Linked DNA regions of Mus musculus: all the other regions are linked to region 5. The links are chromatin contacts, called in public Hi-C and HiChIP or PLAC-seq maps. All regions are on one chromosome and are shown on one strand. Each heading gives the region's core, a stretch centred on a gene start, on an enhancer-like site or on the middle of the called end of the contact. The rest is flanking DNA. Distances are from core to core; before and after follow the strand shown.

The links. HiChIP or PLAC-seq counts read pairs in DNA pulled down with a chosen protein or histone mark. A called contact is a pair of places that touch in the nucleus more often than the background predicts.
Region 1: a contact with region 5 is called in a Hi-C map of the N1E-115 cell line, with 5 times the contacts expected there. The contact joins the enhancer-like site here to the promoter of Tgfb2 in region 5. A contact is called at or near these places in 1 of 39 promoter capture datasets (embryonic stem cells), 5 of 484 Hi-C or Micro-C datasets (the N1E-115 cell line, cortical neurons, nephron progenitors and 2 more), 16 of 115 datasets of contacts at active chromatin or transcription factors (the NIH/3T3 cell line, astrocytes, bone marrow-derived macrophages and 13 more) and 4 of 9 other capture datasets (adipose tissue, embryonic stem cells, liver and 1 more).
Region 2: a contact with region 5 is called in an H3K4me3 HiChIP or PLAC-seq map of neural tube, with 16 times the contacts expected there. The contact joins the enhancer-like site here to the promoter of Tgfb2 in region 5. A contact is called at or near these places in 4 of 39 promoter capture datasets (the C10 cell line, embryonic stem cells, liver and 1 more), 1 of 15 datasets of contacts at CTCF or cohesin (the NIH/3T3 cell line), 8 of 484 Hi-C or Micro-C datasets (differentiating embryonic stem cells, embryonic fibroblasts, embryonic stem cells and 3 more), 12 of 115 datasets of contacts at active chromatin or transcription factors (craniofacial prominence, embryonic forebrain, embryonic hindbrain and 6 more) and 3 of 9 other capture datasets (adipose tissue, embryonic stem cells and liver).
Region 3: an SMC1A HiChIP or PLAC-seq map of the NIH/3T3 cell line shows a contact between it and region 5, with 8 times the contacts expected there. The contact joins the enhancer-like site here to the promoter of Tgfb2 in region 5. A contact is called at or near these places in 4 of 39 promoter capture datasets (the 3T3-L1 cell line, the C10 cell line, embryonic stem cells and 1 more), 1 of 15 datasets of contacts at CTCF or cohesin (the NIH/3T3 cell line), 2 of 484 Hi-C or Micro-C datasets (3T3-L1-derived adipocytes and myocytes), 13 of 115 datasets of contacts at active chromatin or transcription factors (the NIH/3T3 cell line, astrocytes, craniofacial prominence and 10 more) and 1 of 9 other capture datasets (embryonic stem cells).
Region 4: a contact with region 5 is called in an H3K4me3 HiChIP or PLAC-seq map of embryonic limb bud, with 7 times the contacts expected there. The contact joins the enhancer-like site here to the promoter of Tgfb2 in region 5. A contact is called at or near these places in 6 of 39 promoter capture datasets (the HPC-7 cell line, the SN4741 cell line, embryonic stem cells and 3 more), 4 of 484 Hi-C or Micro-C datasets (cerebral cortex, cranial neural crest, embryonic fibroblasts and 1 more), 9 of 115 datasets of contacts at active chromatin or transcription factors (astrocytes, cardiomyocytes, embryonic basal ganglia and 6 more) and 3 of 9 other capture datasets (embryonic stem cells, liver and pancreatic islet).

Annotation. Positions count from the first base shown.
Region 1 is chr1:186,042,334-186,045,033 of GRCm38.p6, forward strand. No RefSeq gene overlaps it. Among named protein-coding and RNA genes, the nearest start is that of Lyplal1, 74 kb to the right of the region's middle. Within about 2 kb of position 1,383, at least 18 of the 459 cell types and tissues checked have an H3K27ac peak or open chromatin away from gene starts, as enhancers often do. A contact at or near this core is called in the N1E-115 cell line, pancreatic cancer cells and uterus, where this site is marked.
Region 2 is chr1:185,817,831-185,820,530 of GRCm38.p6, forward strand. No RefSeq gene overlaps it. Among named protein-coding and RNA genes, the nearest start is that of Gm35023, 200 kb to the left of the region's middle. Within about 2 kb of position 1,326, at least 13 of the 459 cell types and tissues checked have an H3K27ac peak or open chromatin away from gene starts, as enhancers often do. A contact at or near this core is called in neural tube, where this site is marked.
Region 3 is chr1:185,735,689-185,738,388 of GRCm38.p6, forward strand. No RefSeq gene overlaps it. Among named protein-coding and RNA genes, the nearest start is that of Gm35023, 120 kb to the left of the region's middle. Within about 2 kb of position 1,258, at least 10 of the 459 cell types and tissues checked have an H3K27ac peak or open chromatin away from gene starts, as enhancers often do. A contact at or near this core is called in the NIH/3T3 cell line, where this site is marked.
Region 4 is chr1:185,850,085-185,852,784 of GRCm38.p6, forward strand. No RefSeq gene overlaps it. Among named protein-coding and RNA genes, the nearest start is that of Gm35023, 230 kb to the left of the region's middle. Within about 2 kb of position 1,392, at least 11 of the 459 cell types and tissues checked have an H3K27ac peak or open chromatin away from gene starts, as enhancers often do. A contact at or near this core is called in embryonic limb bud, where this site is marked.
Region 5 is chr1:186,704,733-186,707,432 of GRCm38.p6, forward strand. Tgfb2 (transforming growth factor, beta 2) reads right to left here and starts at 1,257. Exons shown (of 7, transcript NM_009367.4): 1 at 1-1,257. The coding sequence starts at 42.

The DNA of each region.
Region 1 (2,700 bases), core at 133-2,632, 660 kb before region 5:
CACTCAATTACCCCTTCAGGAACCCTAACATACCACATTTTTTCTTCTCAATAAGCTGCTTCCATGACTTGTTACATAGAGATGGTGACCACCTTGATCCGGATGATCATCAGAGGAAAGGTTTGAATTACAATGGAAGACATTAGGGTGTGGATAAATTAAATACTAACTTCACTGGTAAGTGGGCCCCATGTATTGCTCCTAAATCCAGGAGCACCTTAGGGAGCAAGTTGTAAATTCCGTGGAGCTTTCTGCACCTAGCCTGGTACCTCACAAAAGAGAGGCTGCGGGTTTCAGAAATATTTGGCGGAAGGATATGACTGAAGAAGTTGGTGATGCGAGTAAGGAACTATTGGGTTGCAGAAGCGACAATCCCCATGAACCAATGTAGAGTTCTGATAGAACCTCCAATTGTCACAACCAGGATGATCTTGAGGCCAGTATATTTTATGAAGTTTATTTTCTGTGTGATCTAAGCTAAAATAGGTATTAAAGTTTATTCTCTGCCAGATTATTTCCTCATCTGTAAAATGGCAGTAAATACTGAGACATCAGGTAACTGAATGGATTGATCAGAGATCTTTAGAGCAATAATCTATGAACAAAATGACATAGGGAGGTATCACAAACCTTAAAGAGACTATGTAGCTGGCTTCCTCTGGGTAGAGTTTTCATTAACAAATAGGCACCTTTGTAACTTTCTTGGTTTGTCAGAGGCTGACGTTACCACAGCTTCGTCTAGGAATGAAATATCACTGCTGTACTTGGGAGCTGGCTCATGTTGTCAGGCTATTTTGTTGTTGTGACTGACTTTGGCTTTGTATTTAATGTATTTAATGTTATTATCTCTGTGGGAATACGTCCCAAATTTATGTGGATGGGTACAGTTTCATGAAAATTAGATAAGTGGTCTAATGTGTGGGCCGGGAGGTTTATGAGTGATGCTGTTTGAAATGACTTTCTGTTCTTCCCATGTGGCATTCAGGATAACTCCTTCTAGTATATTATGAAACATAAAAGGGGAATTTGTGTTCTGTGTTCAGAAGAAACACCAGGAGTTATGACTGTTCCTGGGAAACAGCAATATAAAAATGGAGTTTCCTGGAACGTTGGAATTCATTTTCAGAGACTAGTCAGCTCAGTGTTTTCCAGTATTGATTCGGTTCATCTATACATTCTTTGTGAGCCTTCACAGGACCAGCATCAGAAGCCATGTCTCACAGTTATCTTCTGCCTACCCCCAAACTGCATCTAGTTGTTGTGGATTCAGTGTAGATTCATAATCATCACTTTTTTTTACCATCATACAATACTATTGCACACTCTTGAGTCATATTTATTATTTATTTGTCTATGACTCATCTTCTCAAGAACTCCTTGACAAAGGAGCTCACATCACACTGTTTACTTCAGAGCTTCCCTGGGGGCCGGACTCCCAACTTTAACATAAGAGAAATGTGATAAACTTTTATTGTCTCAGTGTTTGGCTTACAACATATCATATAACCCGCTGCTCTGAATCCATGCAATCAAGGAAGGAAACACTAGGCAGACTGAGAGAATAGTCTGTGTATACCCCAGGGCTGTACCCAGGCTGGGATAACCCTGCAGACATTCTTTCTCTCCATCCCAGTTTATTGTCAGTGCTTCTTCTCAAGGAAGAACACACACAAAAAAAACGTGAAACTAAGAAAAGCAAATGGAAACTTCAAATACAAAGACACTGGCTTTCCGAGGGGGGAAAATATACGGTTCAGCACGCTTACCCTCACTAATAATAGACTCTATGGCTTTGAAAAGACTGTTGTCAAAATAACATCAGTGAAGCACTGAGGTCATAACTGGCACTACTGTTTTGGCCCTGTGACCAGTTTTACATCAGGGACTTATTTTCCAGTTTCTTTCCTCCCAATCACTGCAATCATTTGCTCTAGTAGAGTCTAAATTGAATGGCGCGCACCATAAACCTGCTCCCCACTGCAGCTCACGCTGGCATTGTAAAAACGCAGGCAACAGTGGGAGGCATTGAAGTGGCTCACACACTGACCTCTTAAAAACCAAAGAGTAGGAAAGAACATCTTACAGCCCAGGTTCCTCCAGAATCCCACACACGGGACTCCTGACCGCCCTGGCTTGGTTGGACACTCATCTCCACTAGACACCATGACCCAGACATGAGGACAGTGGACCCAGCCTTGGTCCATTCACAGACCCACAGTGTGAAGCTGTTCCCTGAAGGAGAGTGCCCTTGAATAACGATGTCCAATAGGTAGCCCTGCGTTAGTTTTGCTGGGCAAATCTAGGGAAAATAAATAAGAAAACTCACCAAGACTCCATCAAGCTGTTCATAAAGGACTTTAGAGGAAAAACTCTTATTCATCAGCCCATTAAGTCTATTGGCTCTGCTGTTCCCTCAAAAGAGAAAAAAAATTAAAGAGATGATGTAACTGAATTACTCTACCTAACTAACTGACGGCTTGAAAATTGAATTTGTCTTTCTTTTCCTGACATCATCACCAATAATAAAACTTAAGCTATTAAAACAGAGTTTTCATCAGGAATGTGTGATACAGACCTGTATATAGAATTTTTATGAGTAGGTTCTGACTCTGGAACTATCATATAGCTACATGAAAGTGCTTGCCATGCAGGCACAAGGATCTGGAGTTTGAATCCACGGGCCCTATCTAAAAGTTTGTT
Region 2 (2,700 bases), core at 76-2,575, 890 kb before region 5:
AGAGAATGAATTGTGATTTGGGGGAAAGATATATGACCCTCTCCACCCAGGCTTCTCCAATGGTGCCAGGGCGGCCATGGCTTACTTACTTAGAGGCTAGCTCGGGTTTTCTGATAGCCAGGAATGCTGAGCCTCAGAAGCCACACTTGTGCTGAGCCTCGGGATAGACTCCGACCTCAGATGAGGATCAGACAAAGCAATGTCTCCCACTACTGATTTAGATAAGCCGTGATCTCTTGTCTCCAGCCAGGTCTTCTAGGAGCCCATCCATCTTGCTGGGAACCAGAACCACAGCCGTCAGTGACAGGATGCAAACGGATCCTCGGGACACATTCACCACGGAGGGTGGACTCTACGTCCAGAGCTTGAGATAAATTGTCAATTTGGCAAACCCTTCTGCTCTGTAAGCACCTGGAACATCTCCACACAGCAGACAGCACTGTAGACCAATTCATCTGGGAAGCTGCAAGAGCAAGAGGAGTGGGAAAAAAAACTAAGAAAAGAAAACATCTGTTTTTGTGGTTGTAGAAAGAAATAGGTCCGGGGGTTAAGACTCCATGGGGGGAAAAAACAAAACAAACAAAACAAACAAAAAAGTTGTCACTTGAGTCTGCTTACTTCTTTCAGACATGTTGGGAGAAAACAAGTATGGATGTGTCAAGCAAGGAGGACAAACTGGCCCCTGGTGCAGTCATCTCAGATATTGCCAGGAAGGGTGAAGACAGGATTGCCTTAGCATGACAGGAAACAAAACATGCTGTCCATTATTTATTGATCTATTCATTTTTACCCATGACTTGTCATGTTTAAAAGTATCAAGAAAGTCCTATTTATCTTTGCAATCTGGTTTCTTGACACCCCTTTCCCCTTTCCCCCCAAAAAGTTATATGAGGTCCATGATCCATACGAAACATATGTCATATCTTCTTAGAGAATTTGATAGTTCCAATCTATATAATTTCTTAGAATCAATTTTCAGTTGGATTTTATTTGTCTAAAAACTGACTGGGTTTTTGGTGCAAGTTTGAGCTGGTCAATGAAATTAGAAGTTGTCAAGCAGTCTCCAAGAATAATAGATATTTTCCCTTGTGGGAAATATTTTTTTCCCAAGGGGTAAAATTATGAGCTTCCATTGTCCAAGTAACCTTTCAGAGCTTTTTAGTCAGAGGCAATCAGATAAAGGGAGATGTCGGTCCGTGTGGGGCCCTTTTGGAAGAGAGAATGAGCAATCTTCCCTGTGAGGTTTGCTGACTGCACAGTGGTGGCCGGGTCCAGACCGAGGCCCTATTAGTCAAGTCTGACAGGAAAGCACACACTGCATCCCTGGCCTTCAGGGTGATGAACGAGCCTCTAACATGCTGTTAGTTTCCCCTGATGGTTCCCAGCACCCACCTTCCACCCTGCATCAAATAATCACAGATCTACAGGGTGGGAGGACGGGAGGGAGGGAGATGGCCTGATTGTCAAGTGATGGATTTTCCTTAAGCAGAGAGATCAGCAGAGCCTAATAAATCAGCCAGCAGAGGGGAGGACCAGTTAGACACCGAGCCACTGGCCAGGCAATACCACATGCTGTTCTCCTTGTCTGAAATGCAGGGGTTTGGGCAAATGCCTGCAAAAATCCCCAGGGCAGAGAGAACTGGAGACCCACTTGTGCTTAAAAGCCCCTAAGATCATGTTTCCCTCACTAGCATGCAGATCAGCATTTGGATTCCCTGCTGTTCTTAGCTATGAATTTAGAAGACACAAAAGCTGGTGAGTTTTTCACCCACAGGATAAATAAATGAAAACTCAACATTTTTTTTTTTCAGAAGGACAAACTCTCTAGGTTTTCCCGTGTGGATCTTTGGGCATTCCACCCTAGTTAGAGTAAGAAAATAGATGCAGATGGGTCCAGGAAAGCAAGCTCTGTCTTTGACTATGTGGAGGTATTGCCAGTAAGAACTCCATGAGAAATAATGGTTCTCAAAGGGAGCCCAATTGTCTTTCCTATGGCTCTGAGCCTTTTTTTTAAAAAGTAAATCTATATCTATCCTTGTATTCTTATTTGCAGGGAATACTGAGACCAGAGTTCCTGTCTGCTCTGGTTCTCTGGGATAAAGTTATTCTGTGGTCAGAGACACCTAAGCCTATGAGGCACACGCCATCCAGAGCTGAACACAGGCTGTTTACAGGCTCTTCCAGGAAAAATATTGACAAGGCAGTAAAAATACTTTCCTTGATGGCTCAGCCTTGTGTTTGAAAGCTGAAATTACAGGGACTTTTCTCTTTTACTTGTTTATTTTTAGCTTCTGGTTTTTTGTTTTTTTTTTCCTATCTTTTGACTTTTTTTTTTTTTTTTTTTTTTTTTTTTTTTTTTTTTTTTGTGAGGGGTTGGGGGGAAGTCGTCGCCTTTTAAAATTCGGTCTGTTTATGCCCACTGTGAAAATCTAGGAACAGAAGACTTTTACAGCATTCACGCAGCTTCCCCTCCCTGGAGTTCTTAAGCTGTTTGTGGGTAGGGGGTAAAGTCTCTCAGCTTCTGGAGATAAGCAGAAGAAAGAGAGCTTCTCACAGGACCAGAAGAAACTTTAAAGAGTAAAAAAAAAACAAACAAACAAAAAAAAAAACCACTAAGTATTAGTTCTCATAAAGTCCACAATTTCCTTTCCTGAAGATTAGGAATAGTCACAGATCTGAGGGGAGGAGTTGAGTCTAGCT
Region 3 (2,700 bases), core at 8-2,507, 970 kb before region 5:
ACACACACAGATCCCATAAAAACACTAATCCCATAAAACACTTAAATCAGAAAGCAGAATACAGAAGAAAAACACCTGTAAGGCAAACCCACACCCAACAACAAACACACAGAAAACCAGACAAAGCTATATGAGACAAAACAAAACAAAAACAAAAACAAAAACAAAAAACAAAAACAAAAACAACAAAATGCCCTTGAGTTTGTTTTGAATTGGCCACACTTAAGGACAGGCCACATTCTCAGCATGTGAGGTATGTGAGCATGTCCTGGTGAGGTATGCCACACAGGGCCTATCCTTAAATGTGGTCTGTATACAACATAAGATTTAATTTCTTTTAAAAACTGTGTGCATTTACCTTTATCAGTTTGTGCTACATGTGTGCATGCTCCCTTGGAGGCTGGAAGAGAATATCCAGTCCCCTGGAGCTAGCATTACAGGAGGCTGTAAGCTACCTGTTGTGGGTGCTTGGAATTGAACTTGGATCCTCTGAAAGAGCCATGCATGGTCTTTACTCAGGACCCATCTTTCCAGCCTGAGATTTTGTCTGACTTAAAGTTTTAAAATTAATTATTCTTTGCTCTCAGTTTCCATTGTTCCAAAAGGAACATGTTTTTAAATTAGGAATCACTCTATGTGCCTTTGTGTTATTTTTCCACAGGTGAGAAATTCCTGTAAATTTTTTTTTTGAGACAAGTTTTCTTATTCTCTGGCTGTCCTGAAACTTACTCTGTAGACCAGGCTGGCCTAGAACTCACAGATATCTGCCTACCTCTGCTTCCTGAGTTCTGTGATTGAAGGCATGCGCCACCACAGACTGCCCACGGTTTTGATTCTTAATGAATGTGGACTGTTCATTAGACCTTAGAAGGATTTTTTTTTTTTAACAATGAGCCAGAAGTTCTCATATTATGTTATGTTATTTATATGTTTGGTGTTAGGAGTGAAGAGAGGTGTTATGCGCATGTAGCACAGGCTGCAGCCATTGAGCTTTTCTGTGGCCCCTTCCTAGGGACTTGAATGCTTAGCTAGTGATGTCTTGGAATAATGGGTGGCATACAGCCTAGGGCCTCTCTAACTCAAATGCACTTGCATACACTCTGCAGTTCAGAATCTCTGGCTATGGGGTGGAGCTCACATTTTCTTTTTCTTCCAGTTAGGTGAGGGTGGCAGGGTTCGAGTAGTGAGTAGCACTAGAGTCTCTCTCGATCTGGGAAATGGACTCACCTGAATCTTTGAAAGGAAACACAGCAAATCATGTGAGGGAATGAGTCAGCAAGGTTGGACTGGAGCAGAAGGGTGCCAAGCCAGGAAACACTCCTGAAACCCTGTGGGATTTTTCTAATCACAGGAATGTCAGCACAAAGCTTAATTTATGTAAGGAGAAAGCTGGGAATGAATAAAAACAGAAAATAGGATCACATAGACTCTAAATCTTCAGGTTGGATTTGGGATCCAGTGATAACTGGAAACAGAAGAGGGAAATAAGGTCATGATGAGAGATATATGGGGGGTGGGGGGGGGGGGGAGAGAATTTTTTTTTTATTACATAACCACATGTGATTTTTTCCCCTGAAGTCTATCCACACTTGAACTTTGGGGCAAGAATGACTTCAGTTGGCTTTTGGTTCTGAGGTTGTTTTGTGACATGTCCCCACCCCAACCCCAAATGCTGTTTGTTGTCTCAGTTCACCCATTCATAGCACTGAAATTCCTGCACCCTGGAAAAGTTCCTCAGTTCTTTGCAAATCAAGGTAGTTAGCCAACCCTATAATGGGCAAGAAACATTATCCTCTGTAGCCCATTCCCTAACCTATAAAATGTAGGCAGAGCTGTTGAGAGGATTAGGAGCAGTAAGTATAAAGCTACACTCCAAGCCTGGCTCAGACCTGGCTCATGGGGGAAATTTAAACATACTGGCCACAGCCAGACAAGGATGGAGGGTAGACTCAGGAGACCCTACATCCCACGTGTGGACTATTTCCCATGGAGAGATTCAGGGAGGGGACAGTCATTTCCTGCAGTTGTGTGCCCAAAGTGACCCCACTAGTCTCTGAAAGATAATGTCAAGCCAATGATCATACAGTTATCCCTGCTTAAACCAAAATGGGTCACACAATAAAACCATGGACCTGGAAAAGGTATGGAAGAGAGTGGGTTGGGAGTGGTATTGACATGGGTGGAAGGAGAAGGAGAAGCAGCCCATTGAGGAGTGAACAGCCAGGATTCACTCAGTAAGCAGTCTAGTGACTTCAGGTAGACACTTCTTATGAGCTCTGACATTTTACAATGAGGAATGCCTTAACTCTGAACTACGCTGGTGGCTTTAGAAATGAGTGATTTTGGTCTGATGAGCTGCCTGACAGTGACAAGGAGAGTGGTAGTCATACAGTCTCAAGGAGGCTGCAAACACTTTCTAATTTTCTCAAAACATTTATTGACTCGTTACTACATTTATGAGCGTCTTGCCTACACGTATGTATGTATGTATGTATGTATGTATGTATGTATGTGTACCATGAGTAAACCCAGAGATGGGAGAGGTCGGAAGAGGCTTCTGGATCCCCTGGAACTGGAGTCACAGATGCTTGTGAGCTGCCACGTGGGTCCTGGGTATCAGATCCAGATCCTCTGGAAGGGCAGCCAGTGCTCTTAACTCCTGAGCCACCATCCCAGTCACCAATGCTAGTCAATTTTTGG
Region 4 (2,700 bases), core at 142-2,641, 850 kb before region 5:
GACTGCTGCTGCACCTAGATTTTGGAGGTAAGGGGCAGCATGGGAGGAGGTAAATGATGTCTACTGAAGGCCAAGTTTATCTCTGTCATTTTGAAGTTTCCACTTAAGCACAAAGGCCAGGTCAGCACTTTCAATTCCAGGATAAGAAACCCATCGCGGTGAGTCTCCTTGCAAAAGTAAGATAGGTGAGCTTGCTAGTTGTCTGGACCGATTCACCTGGTGCTAGTCGCCAGAACAGCTGTCATTTCTCTTGGGTGAGCGATGGTACTGAAGGGGGAATTTTGCAGACTGTCTGCTGCCTACTGCCCCCCCCCCCCATGCTTTTCTGTATGTTTTTATGAGACAGAAGATTTTCTTTTCAGGAAAATATACTGAACTGAAAAGCCCTTTGTATAGCCCATAACCTTGGGAGAAGGGTTTCAAATCTCCTTAGTCTGGAAGGTAAAGGTCGGCTGAGAGCTAACAAAGGCAACCATTTTTAAGCTTGATGAGCTGAGAGAGGGGAGACTAGTAGAAGCTCTGGAAAAATCCCAGAAGGTAGATTTTTCTCCTTTTTAATATAAATGTGTGAGCAGTCTGTAGGAACTGACTTGATCTATGTGCTCCTGGTGGGCACTGGCCTTGAAGGCTGCTACTGTTGGCTGGGAAGTGCCCCCAGCACCTTCTCCTGGGATAGAGCCAATGATTGGGCCTTAGGCTGGACAGTTTTATGCACTGTGCTGAAGTGCTCCTATCCATCACCTAATTAAACACACTTGAATGTCAGCTTACAATGCAAACACTTTGTAATACTCTAGAGTGGGAGAAATTTTTTTTTGCATGTAATATCAACAACTTATAAAGTTTTAAGTATTTTATTAAAAATTCTATCTTCTGTATTTTTCCAAGTTCTCCATGAATTACTTTAAATGATGAAAGGAGATCATGAACTTCCCACCTCCCCTGCACTGGTCCCCTTTCCTTTGGACTCTAGTGAAATCCCCCAAACCCAGAAATAGGAGGAACAGGCTCTTTGACCCCTGACAGGGGCCCTGGGACTAGAGTTGATTATTTTTACACAGGGATATTCAAACACCAGACATCATCTTTTTTTAAATTTTATCTCCTGGTAAAGATATCTGGACATTGAAGAAGCATGCCTCAATTCTGATCCAAGAATGCTTACATGTGCAAATTGCAGAGTCCCAGAGAGAATTGGCTGCAACGTCTTTAATTCAGTCCCCTGGAGGTTCATGGGAAGGTTCTCTGCATAGCAGTAACTGCCACTTGGGGAAGGTGGCACCCTCATTGCTCCTCACCCTCATACTCCATTAAGCATCCAGCAGCATAGGGTGTAGCTGCCCCAGCCATTGCTCACATTAGGTAATACACCCCATACACCCCCGTTAGACTGCAGATGTGTGAACTAGTTTAAAACTTTTATTGGGGTTTTTTATTAGACTCCAATGCAGTCCCGGCCTCTTTACACTCGCCAGCTTTGCCAGTTGCTCACAAGTTCTAACAAATTAGGAATACCTAATGCCTAAGCTATTCTTATACTTCAGGGGCAAAAGTCCCAAGCAAATCATCATCATCCCTGTGAATCCAGTCTCCCTCTGAGAAGTTGTGCTTACAGGCAGAAGGGCACTTGAGCCAGGCTTTCATTATGGCTCCGTAATAACAGTGCACTTCAATTCCCTCAAGCACTTAACAGCAGGGTGCTTTCTCATTTTCTGCCTGGACATTTAAATGCCCTCCCTCCCATCTTTGATGCCCTTCCAACTTCATGCTTTCCTCTTCCTTCTAGTGACAATATCCCATAAATTACCTTTATGTGGTCTCTGAGTGTCAGACTAGCTTCTCCAAAGGCCCACCATGGCTTTGGCTCCCTCGGATCAGGGCTGTTGAAGCAGGAGGTTCCTGCTGTCACTCATCCTGATGGAAGAGCAAGAGGAAAGAGGGTTTCTTTCTGACCTATATCAGCCTGGCCCCTGCCACCAAGGCTTCTAATTATGGGCCATCAAAACAAGCTTTCAAGACTTTCTAGCTCCTTCCTATGAGAAAGACATCAATTCCTGTATTTAGATCAACTTCCATGAGGGTGAATAAGAACACTATGACATTGTTTGTTTGTTTGTTTGTTTATTTCACATCCTGATCTCAGTTCCCTCCTCTCCTCTCAGTCCCACACTCACAAATCCCAACCCTGTTACCTCCCCCCTCCTTCTCCTCAGAGAAATGGAGACCTCCCCTGCCTGGGTACCACCCTGCCCTAGGACATCAAGTTGTATTAGCTCCCACTGAGGCCTGACCAGGCAATTCAGCTATGGGAAGGGGATCCAATGATAACCCAAACCCACTATGAGATTCTTACACAGTGACAGCTGCCCTGAAACATGAGTCTTCCAGGTCAATAGAATGAGAAGACAGAATAACCTTGCTAAAGAATGAAGCAGGCTACTGAATTACTACAACGATCTATTCAAACCCATCAGAATACACTTAATGCAGTACACAAACAATTCATGCATATGAAAATTGCCTGTTCTGACCACAATCCAACATTCAAAAGGATGAGGCTACTTCAGAGCACCACATAACCTCCCCTCCTTCCCTCCCTCCCTCCCTCCCTTCCTTCCTTCCTTCCTTCCTTCCTTCCTTTCTTTCTTTATTCCTCCCTCCCTCCCTTCTTTCCTTCCTTCCTTCTTCTTTCTTTCCCTT
Region 5 (2,700 bases), core at 7-2,506:
CAGATGCAGGAGCAAAAAGGTGCTCAGCACACAGTAGTGCATGTTTTTAAAAGGAAGAAACGTTGATGTTGTTATTTAAAGTAAGAAAAAATATATATAAAAAAGAAACTAGTAATTCTCAGAGCGGTCAGGTAGAGTTGTTTTTAATACGAAACTTTTGCAAAGCAGTCGAAAGTTAATGCCCAATAGAAAAACGTCCCTGGCTGGGATTCCTTTAAAAAAGAAAATGCAACGCGTTCCCAACGTGGAGATATTAATATGCGATGCTGGGGCGGGGTGGGGGGGGAATCTCTCACTTTAAGGAGTAAGAAAGGTTTGTTTTTTTTTTCTCCTGGAAGGGAGAGGGTGAGTGGCTCTGAAGTAGAAATAAACTTAAGAGGAAGAAATGGAGTTCAGTGTGTCAGGCTCGGTGCGGAGTGGCTGATCTGAACTCCGATCCTCCGGCCAAAAGGGACGAGACGAGAAGGTCCGGGGGCTGGCAGGAGGCACGCAGGGCCGCGGGGAGCGCTGAGCGGCGGCCGGGGCTGCGCCGGGCTCTAACTGAGAAGTTCAAAGACCGAGCGGCTCGGCCCTGCCTTCCACACGTGTGTGGATGAGTGTGCGTGTGGATGTGTGCGCGTGTGCGCGCGTGCGTGCGCGCGCGCCGAGGGCGAGCCTGGCGAGCCGCGGGGAGGCAGATGCGCCCCGGAGCGGCTCACTCGGAGACTCGGTGGGATACTGTCCGCCCCGGAGATCCACAGAGGCCGGAGCAGGCGGCGAGGATCCCGCTCCTGCCGGCCGCGCTGTGGCCTACACCCGGCTGGGTCGCTCCACGTTGCAGCCGCCGCTGCTGCCTGCAAAGAGGGCCAGCCTCCAGCTCGGTCCTTCAGATCCTCCTTTTCTTGCTCCAGGCGGCCAAGGGCGACAGCGATCGGCCACCTCCTTAACCCCTGTGGAACAACACCGCCTCCTGGGCGCGTTGGCTGCGGGCTGCCCCGGGACTCGCACCCTTCCCTAGCTTCTCCTAGCTTCCACCAAGGTTGCACTTTCTCGCTTAGGGTAAGTAGGTACTTGCGACCCTAAAATAGACCTCTGCCGATCCTTCTCTCCGCAGATGGGTTGCTCCAGAATGGCTCTTTAAACCCTAATACTTCTCTCCATCCCTGACGCCTGCCCCAGAGCTCAGCTCTCAGCGCCTTCTCTCTTTCTCTCCCACTCGCTCTCCTGCCGGCAGTTTCAGCAGCTCTGCTCCGAGCAAACCTGCTGCCAGCAGATAACATCACGATTCTGCCCGGAGCAGAGTTTTATATGTGCTCCCCAAACCACGTGTTTGCCTTCAACAAAGTGACGCGCTAGGATTACAGTCAGAAGTCCTCTGTTACTAAGACCACGAGCTCTGGACCATTGGAGGGGGTGTGGAAAAGGGGGACGGCCAGTAAGGGAGGGCGACTGGCATGAGGAATTTGCAGTAGTCACTGTCTGTGATCACCAAGGGTCTGTGTGTGGAGGGGCAGGCAGCTAAGCATCCCGTTTCTACATGGTGGGGATCACTCATTCGCAGCTTCCCTGAGTCCCTCCTGTGTTGAGTGCGTGCCCATGCATGTACAGGCGTGTACACACACACACACACACACACACACACACACACACACACACACACACACACACACACACTGTGCTCCATGGAGCTCCAGCCCAGCCCTGAAGACATGCCTTCCAATCTGAGACTGCTGACCTAACTCTTGAGTTCTCCGGGATTCCACAGGTTGTTTTTCATTAGCCTGTTTACAATCCAGCCCTGTTTGCCTGTGAACCAGCAGAATACAGAAGTGTCCCTTTCACCCAATGCATGCTCTGTATCACTGCTTTGAATAAAGGAACTGTTGCCTTCTTTATGTGAGCCCCTGCTCATGTGGCTTTCTCCTCAGCCTTCCTAGACAAGGATGACCCACCATCTTCTGCCTGTCGCAGCATTATCTAAGACACCTGGGTTTTAAATGTTTGCTGTCTCCTGTCACACAGTATCATAACTTGACATTTTCTACTTCAACTTGCTCAAACTGGTTGGATAACAGAATCTTTCTTCCCACTGGTCTTTCCCCTTTAGTCAAAGTCAACATTTCAATCTTAGTGATGACTCTGTGGCCACGATGACTACACAGGTTGTTAAAGCTGGAAACTGTTGAGAATTCCCCCAGGTTAAGACCTCAGTATCATTTTCCTAGTTCAAAAGGATCAAACCTTTAGGGATGCATACATGTGTATGTGTGTGTGTGTGTGGGGGGGGTTATATTCTTACTAGAGGGAGCTGTAATGATATGTAATGATATAGCTGGCATACATTATATACAGCAATGAACATTATTATTTGTATTTCACAGACAGGGAGACTGAGGCCATAGGAAGTGAGGTCTGTTGTTGCAGAAAACAGGAAGGGGTGGGTCTGGGTTTTGCAGAGAGAGCCCGCCCACCTCCTGGGTTCTTTCCCACCATGTACTTGGAAGAAGTATAAGGTCCCAGAACATGTGACAAGCAGGGATCCGGGGGTTCCGTAAGTGTGGGAGCTGCAGAATAATCTACTGCCCTCTTACAGAATCAAGACCCCCCCACAGTCATGTTCTATGTTCTAAGATTCCTGCAGAAAACTCTCTCTTGAATTATCATCTCCCCACCCACCTTGAACACAAAATTCTTCTACTCCACTGGCCCTGAGGAACACCC